2 separate regions of the Gossypium hirsutum genome follow, and region 1 is linked to region 2. Evidence: chromatin contacts called from public Hi-C data. All regions are on one chromosome and are shown on one strand. Each heading gives the region's core, a stretch centred on a gene start, on an enhancer-like site or on the middle of the called end of the contact. The rest is flanking DNA. Distances are from core to core; before and after follow the strand shown.

What was found. Hi-C and Micro-C count contacts between places; a contact is called where the count stands out from the background.
Region 1: a contact with region 2 is called in a Hi-C map of leaf, with 2.7 times the contacts expected there. The contact joins the promoter of LOC107954665 here to the enhancer-like site in region 2. A contact is called at or near these places in 8 of 34 Hi-C or Micro-C datasets (anther, hypocotyl, leaf and 1 more).

What each region holds. Positions count from the first base shown.
Region 1 is chrD07:36,314,426-36,318,557 of Gossypium_hirsutum_v2.1, reverse strand. LOC107954665 (N-acetyltransferase 9-like protein) reads right to left here and starts at 1,394. Exons shown (of 6, transcript XM_016890290.2): 1 at 942-1,394; 2 at 763-834; 3 at 563-650. The coding sequence starts at 1,116. TRNAL-CAG (transfer RNA leucine (anticodon CAG)) reads right to left here and starts at 1,529; the gene lies at 1,449-1,529. LOC107954664 (heterogeneous nuclear ribonucleoprotein 1) reads right to left here. Exons shown (of 5, transcript XM_016890289.2): 5 at 3,754-4,069.
Region 2 is chrD07:36,111,265-36,115,642 of Gossypium_hirsutum_v2.1, reverse strand. No RefSeq gene overlaps it. Among protein-coding and RNA genes, the nearest start is that of LOC121219066, 41 kb to the right of the region's middle. Within about 2 kb of position 2,427, at least 3 of the 9 cell types and tissues checked have an H3K27ac peak or open chromatin away from gene starts, as enhancers often do. A contact at or near this core is called in hypocotyl and leaf, where this site is marked.

The DNA of each region.
Region 1 (4,132 bases), core at 145-2,644, 200 kb before region 2:
ATATATGTGCCATGACACATAACAGCAAGAAATGAGAACCCAAATTGCCAGTTAACTTCTTCATCTGAGATACATGTAAATTATTTGCCAATTTGTCAGCATCCATCATTTCATTATTCTTTTCTCCTCACAAGAGTTGTATTATCGAATCATCAAGTATCTAAGCATTCAATGCAAACATCTTATGAAAACTGAGTGCTGGAGTCTACCAAGAACATAAAGGGACACAATTGATGTACACACACAATGACAACAAACCTATGAATAAGGCAATTACAGTCGCTATTCATTATCATATGTTGTATAGGATGGTGTATAAGTACTATTTACATTAAACCATTACTCAATTTCCACAGCACTCTTGCTCATAAATGATTAAACAGAATGAAAAGAAAAAAAAAGAGAAAAGCAACAAACCCAACAAATTCTTAGAAAGAAAAGAAATCAAGTGCAAGAAATTTCATGTTGATGATTCAAAATGATTACACAAGTATGAAGGAAAGAGAGCGATGTCAGTTAAGAAATAGATTTTGTTGATTGTGAAGAAGTGCAAAGCAAGTACCTTTTTGGTTCAGCTATCATAATTTCAACCTCTGCTAATTGAGGGTCATCCAAATCATTCATGTAGATATTCACATCCCCGACCATGGCTGGATCATCGTTTACCATCAACTCCATATCAGTCCAAAACAATACGCTGAAGAAATCAAAGGGTTTCACTAAATTCTGTGCAATTAAGAAAAAGGTAGTAGATGAGGTGACCTTCCACATGAGGATTTACATGAACAAACTTTTCCCCGACCATCTCCTTATCCAAAATAATGAAAGTTTTCTCTGTTGAAAACCAAGCTTAATCATTAAATTAAAGGAAAAAGAAGAAAACCCAATTGAGAAATTGGTATAAACAATCAGAAAAGGAAGTGAAAGAGAGAGAGAAGAACTGAGAGGGTCTTGGTTCCAGGAGAGCTGCATATCGTATTCCTGTTGGAGGGAGAGGGGCTCTGATCCGGTGGCTTGAAGGAGAGCAGGGTCTTGCATCCAGAGGTGGTACTTTGGGACATGTGCTTCCATGTATGGTACCATTATCACCTTCTGTCCTTCCAAGCTCACTCCCATGGCTGCTGCTGGGTTGAGAGACCCCTGAAAGGCAAAAACCAAGAGGCTTTTTTCACTTTCCAGCTCCAGTATGGCTACTGTCGTTTTGTCGGGGGTTTAACTGCTAATTGCACCCGACATTAACATGGTTTCATATGGGTGTTTGGTTGAAACAGGGATCCCATTCATTGTGGTTGGAACTTTGGGATTAGGATTGGCAGTTGCGGGCGCTTCAAACACTTGCTCCAAGTCTGACTATTTAGTTTGGCCCAACACTATTCAGCAAGCATCAATATGATAAAGAATTGGAAGCCCCGTTTCTAATATGATAAAAAAGTGTAAAATTTCATTATTGTCAAGAATGGGATTCGAACCCATGCCCTTTCGGACTAGTACCTGAAACTAGCGCCTTAGACCAACTCGGCCATCTTGACATTTGATGTTAGTAGGTGATTCTAAAAATATCATTAAAAGAACAAAGCAAGTCTTCTAATAAAATACAAATATGCTAATTCTAAAGTGATTAGTTAAAAATTCTAAAAACTCAAGTCAAACCAAAATGGCATTGTTAGTTTTGTAGTGTTTTTGAAAAGAACTAACTCATGTTAAAAAAAGCTTGAGTTGAAAAAATTCTCTTCCAAAATTTCACCTTCATTAATGTCCCCCTTAAACCAACAAATTCTCCTTAAAAGTTTCAAGAACTTGGTGAGATCACTCCAACCTTACTTTTCTTAATCTTGATTTTTTATTGTTTCATGGTCCTTCATTGTAATAGAGATAGGACTTCATTTTGTTGATATAAGTGATCAATTGCTCATTGTTTTAATTGAATTTTAGCTTTGTATTGCTGCTGAAAAAGAAATCCAGTTATTGTTATGGAAGAAAGAAGATGATATGAGACCAGAGAAGGAAAGAGGAAAAAAGGTAAAGAGTTTTTCCATTAATAATTTCATTTCATAAAGCTTATTTTCACATATAGTCATGCATAAATAGTGAGGTCTATAACTACAAATTACATAAACCAATAATCAACAACTATGACCTAAGCTTAACAAATTTCCTAAACAGCTATTTTGTATTATGCCAGCTCAACATTCCAGTTGGATCCTTCATTCTTCAATAATTTGTCTCTTGATGCATGTGAATTTGAGTAGTAATCCTCTTTGCCTAGCTCCTTGGTTCATTGTTATGGTCTTGGATTGTCCTACATTGTTTCCCCTTTTAGTTATTCTCTTGTCCAATATGACAACTAGGTAACAAGGGGTTGTCCATCATCAGCAACCTCTTTAGAGCTTTTTCTTTTCTTTTCTTTTTTAGGAGATAACATAAAACACATTATGGATTTTAGCAGTATTTGGTAATTTGAGCTTATAAATTATTGACCCCACTTTGGTAATTATAGAATAAGGGCAAAACACTTGAAAGAAAGCTTAAGCTGTTTCTTAAAAGCTAGTGTAGTTTGCTTGTAAGGTTGGATCTTCAAATAGACTTTTTCTCCCACCTCAATAATACAAATAAAAGAAAAACTTTCATTAAAGATTGAAATGTAGTAGGGGCATCAATAAGGTCAAAAGGCATTAGTAAGCTAATTTAATAACTCTTCCAATTTTTTTCATTGTTAAGTTATTCAATTGTATATATTAAAAAACTGTGGAAGTTTATTGGGTTTCAAGTCTCAACTACACTAGTTAAGAAGGGTAGTGGTCATAACTTTTGGGAGGGGTATATTGACCTTTAGGTTTTTAAAATATATCTAACTATGTAACTAATAGTATGTTGAAATACAACAATCCTACATTTAAAAAATACAAGGGTAAGGAGTGTTTGTATTACTATAAATAGAGGTGGTTTCTTCACCTTTTGATCATCCTAGAATTTGATATTTTTTTGGTAGTGTCAGAGAACATATGCATAATTTGTTGAACCTCATTAAATTTCTAATGTTCTTCCTTGTTTTTATTTATCTTTCAATATTTTGTAGGTACAATTGTAGATATTTTATAGGGGACAATATGATGACATATTGTGCTATTAAATTAAATTGTAGGAACATTCTATTTAGGAACTTGAGTTTTAAGTGAGATTATTTGTGATTCCTCCAATCTTCTTAAAAATTAAACCTAGTGTGATTTTCTGGTATAATAATTTTCTCTTTTACTCAACGTAGTGATTGTAACTCTTCAACATGTAGCTTATATATAACTTCATTCAAAATTTTCTTGGTACTCCACCATAACCTTCTGAAATAATTTATTAAATTCTTTTATAATATCCAAACATGTCCTATCAAAAAATCATAAATCTTTTATAAGCTCAGATCAAACTACATCAAGTTTTTGCATAATATAGTCATCAAACTAGATTTAAACTTTCCTTATCAAATACATGGTAATAATCTCTAACTTTTTGTAAACCCTCCATTTTTCTTAAAAACTCTTGTAATCGATACTTGAGGTCAATTGCCATATTTGAAAAATTTTAGACATAAGCATACAACTTTAGAAAACATAAACATATTTATATCAGACAAACCCAAACTCGTAATATGATTTCTAGTTTTAGACCAGACAAAGCATTCGAACAGCATCGTAAATGAAAAATTAAATAAAAAGAAAATGGGATCAAAACAAGGAATGCCAGCAAGCCTCCAAGACTTGATCACATGATAATGCGGCTCCAATCGCCTCATTCTAAATTTCTGATTAATGACTATTGCACGCAAACAAAGTCCATTATGCAACTTCACATGATTAGATTTAATATCATAAACATAAGAACATGTACGTGCATATCCTCATATTAAAAAAAGCTCAAGCAATGCAATGTGATGTTCCATAGCATTGTATTTGTAGATCCAAACTGATAGCATTATGCAGAAATCATATCAAATACCATATGGCTTTGTTTATTTCGTCTGAAGAGTATTGAAAACCAAAAACATGTCTGATCGAATAATCCATTTTAGTATTTCAACCTGTTGCAGAAAAAGTTTCAATGGAGTAAGAATTAGCATATATAGTAACTTGATTTAAAGGAG
Region 2 (4,378 bases), core at 1,178-3,677:
AATCTTTGTGTTTGGTAAGTATATATATTTATATTGGTTATCATGAAATTGTTGGATATATATATCTATGCGTTCGACATATGTGAACTATAAGTATATATATGTGCATTCGGCACATGTGGTTGATAAGTATAATTATTTGCTTTTGGCATATGTATTTGAATAATATATATGCATTCGAAGAAGTGCAAGTGATAAGTACACTAGTAATCAAAATATGAAATTAATGAGATGTTAATAACTCGGTTATATGCATATAATGTATATACATATGTTCGTTTATATGTATTAGTTAAATATAGATTCTTTTAGATATCAACAAAATGACTTAAGATATTAGTGTTTGAACAGTAATTATATTGGATATTTGTGATCTTAACAATTTTACTTAAGGAATTATATGATTCTTTTATAAGTATTTTAGTTATGCTATAGACTTACTAAGCTATAAAATCTTACTTTGTTTGTTTACGTCTCTCTGTTTTATAGACTTAAAGAGCAAGTTTCAGGCTCGGGGATCGTCAGCAAGATCATCACTCTATTTATAGTCTGGGTATTAAATGTTTTAAAATTTTAACTTATGGCATGTATAGACTGGATAATATTTTGAAAGTTGTACTTGATGTACAGTATATATAATTAATAGCCATACGAATATGGCTTATTTTCTTATAGTTTAACTGGATTCAAATCTTATGTTCTGTTTAAAATGATCAAAGTAGAATTTATATATTATACTTATTTAAATATTAAACTTTGCTTATTATATTTAATAATAATTTTCTGAAAATTATTAAACTATACCGGATGTCTGTTTTGAGTTATGTTTGATTAGTAATGCCTCTTAACCCCAAATTCGACGACGGATACAGGGTAGGGGTGATACATATGCCACAATCATATATATATATTCGTATGTTTATATATATTGTACTTGAATCATAAAAGTACAAATCGAAATCGTGGTTACTTATCAGCGACTCTTGTCTTTCCTTTCCCTCTCAATGGGCCAATGTCGCATTTAGCTACGTTTGATAATTCAATTTATAAACAACATCATATTTCATCAAATGCATATCCAAATACAAAGTCAACTATATTTTTCATTTGATTCAGTTTAGTCTCTATACTTGGGATAAGCATATTTTTCGATGTCTAGCTTTGGATCAAAATCCAATTTCACATTATTTCATTAGAAACCCTATACTTCATATTCATAGCACAATCTTATGACAAATTTTTAATTTATTCAATTTGGTCCCTAATGTTACAAAGTTAACTATCAAACTTATTTAAGTTTACAATTTAGTCTTTATCATGATCTAAGCTTAATAGCTATCAAATTCAAGCCTCTTTTATCAATTTCTAAATAATGACAACTTGCTAAAAACTTGACAATTGAAAAAATTAAGACATGTGCTAGCTAAATCAAACTTGGTGATCATAAATCTATAAAACTTAATGAAAAAAGCTTGGTTACCTTGAAATTTTTGCTTGCCGGATATCTAAAGGTCAACAAGGATTTTTCTTTTCTTTTTTCTCTTAAAGTTTGGGACGGCGAAAGCAAATGAGTAAGATGGTACATTCATCCTCCACTAACTTAATATTTATACTATGATTAGTTATTAATTAAGCTTGTTTAATTAGATTAATTAAGGTTTTATTATAATAAGTTAACTATTAATTAAATTAAGTAGTATCCACCACCACTATCACCATCTACTATCTCATATTAATCCATGGTTAAATAATTATTTTGGTCTTTTAGATAATTATTATTTAGGTCCTTAAGTCTTTTTTAATTAAAACTCAATAGCGATTGGATTTTTACAATTTAGTCCCTGAGCTTTAATTAACTATTTTCTCAGTGAAATTACTTATCTGAACTTCAATATATTTTTACACTAATTCTATAAATATTCATATTTTATATTTACGGGTTCGATTTACAAAAAGAGAATTTTGAACCTATATTTTCGAGACCACAAAAATCAGGTTGTTACAGTAATATGTATAATAAGTAATAATTGTACGTAGGATCACCCAAATTAAAAATATTTAATATGATTAAAATTAAGTGAATATGGATTGTTAGATAAAGTATTGTGTAAATAATTGTATTCATCTACACTATCTTTCATGAAAAATGTATTCACTAATACTACAGTCCCATTTTAAATTATCTATATGATATGTGCCTTGGACAATTAGACTGCATGCACTGAACCAATTTGTACGTCTATTCAAGTTTCATTTTGATTCAATTTCGACCAAGACTTGCAATTGACCAAACAAAGCCTTAATTAAAGAAAAGATGGAGGAAAAATTTTCAGTCAAGCGGGCTGGCTAAATTAAACGGTAAAACACTTGATGGACGGACCAAGACTTGATTCAGACCGAATAAATGGTTGGCCATGTGAACCAGGTGAGGAGGGACTGGATCTTTGCCCTGGGATGTAGACTATTGAGCATCCTATTAGGCTATTACCTCTTGGTTGAAAATACTTAATCTAATATGGTTTAATCATTTTGGGCATTTTAAATTAATATTAATTTAGAAATATAAAAAATTAAAAATTCAGAAAAAATAGAAATAAGAAACTATAATTGAAAAAAGATTAAGGATACAAATGAGGTCGCTCAATTCAAAACTCAAGTCAATCGGTCAAAAAGCAAAATCCAGGGTCACATTTCAAGTTCAAATCCAAATCTAAATCTAATTTCGATCCATGCCAAAGTTAAAAGCCTTTTCACCGGTCCAAATCTAATTTTAGTCTGAAGTTCATTTCACTAATTGTTAGGGCCCCAATCTTTGGCCCTTTTTCTTTTAATTCGAAAGGGAATGCACCACTAGATTAAGATTTTTATAGTTTATTATTATTATTTATTAATGCTATTTACTATTTTATTCTAAAAAAATAAAAAAAAATTCAAATTTTAAATTATTCGAATTGATTTAATCGAATCAAATCAATTTCTTTTTTTGAATTTCAAATTCGAATCGAATTAAATTTTCGAATTCAAATAATTTAAATAAACTAAATATCAAATCCTTCTACTTCCTCCCCCCGCCCCGTTGCAACCCTTAAAAGTCAAACCCTTTTACTTTTTTTCAAAAAATCTTACTTTTCCGAACACTCAATTTTTTCCCTTTTACCATCCCACAATTTTTACTTCCCTCTAAAATAATTTACTTCTTCCCAAATCCCCAAAATTATTTCCTTTTTATTTTCCCCCAAACACCCCAAAAAAAATTTTCTTTTTGTTTTCCCCCAAAAATTTTACTTCCTCCTAAATTTCAATTTTTTTTTCAAATTTATGTCTACTATTTGTATTATTGAATTAAATTTCACATTTTGTACTATTTATATTATTAAATTGTTTAATCATGTTGAATCTTTATAAATTTCTGTTAAAATTTAATTATTGGTGATGACATAAAATATTCATGTTAAAATCTTTTTTTAGTATCAATTTCACATTTTATCTTTAAAATAAATTTTATTTAAAAAATCATATTTTTATATTTAATATTTTTTTTAATTTCAAAATACATTGTGACAAGAACCAGAAGATAATTGAAGCAACTATGAAAACAAAAAAGCTAACCCGTATATTAAATATTAATAAATAAATTATGAGGGGTTGAAAGTTAATAACAAATTTGAATATGGTGGATGGCAATGGATACAATGACCCAAAATCATTTTTTTAAATTTAATCCAAATAAATATATTTGATTCGATTTGAATTACATCTCATTCGACTTGATTCGAGAAAATTTCAAATCGAGTTAAGATGATAAAATAAGATTCGTCAACTAAATTAATTCAAAATATTTTTATTCTATTCAATTCGATCGAACGCTTATTCCTAGTTTGTCTTCCTTCGACATCAAAACCATAAAAAGAAAATCACATTTTGAAATCAAAGTCAAATTTGTTAGTCAAGTTCTGGTCCAAATCCAATTCCAACCTGTGTCAAATTCATAAGCCATTTCATCAATCCAAATTTAATTCTAGTCCAATGTAATTGTAATGCCCGAAATCTTCGGTACAACATCTGGTATTGTTTTAGGGTTGTCATAGTGAATTTTTGAGGAAAATTTGAAAATGAGCCAGATAAAGATAGATCATAAGGAATTTAATTGGTATTGGAGATGGAAATAAATGTAGAAAATCGTGAATGTGAAAAATATATGAAAAGAAAGAACAAAACATAAATTTTGAAAAGTTGAAGGACTAAAATATAAATTGACCAATCTAGAAAATGTCAATCGATAATGATTATTTGGCATGAGAATGACTTGGAATGTGAACTAGTATGATGGAAGCCACTTTTTAACTAAATTGAAAAAGCTTGGATGGTACAAGAACCA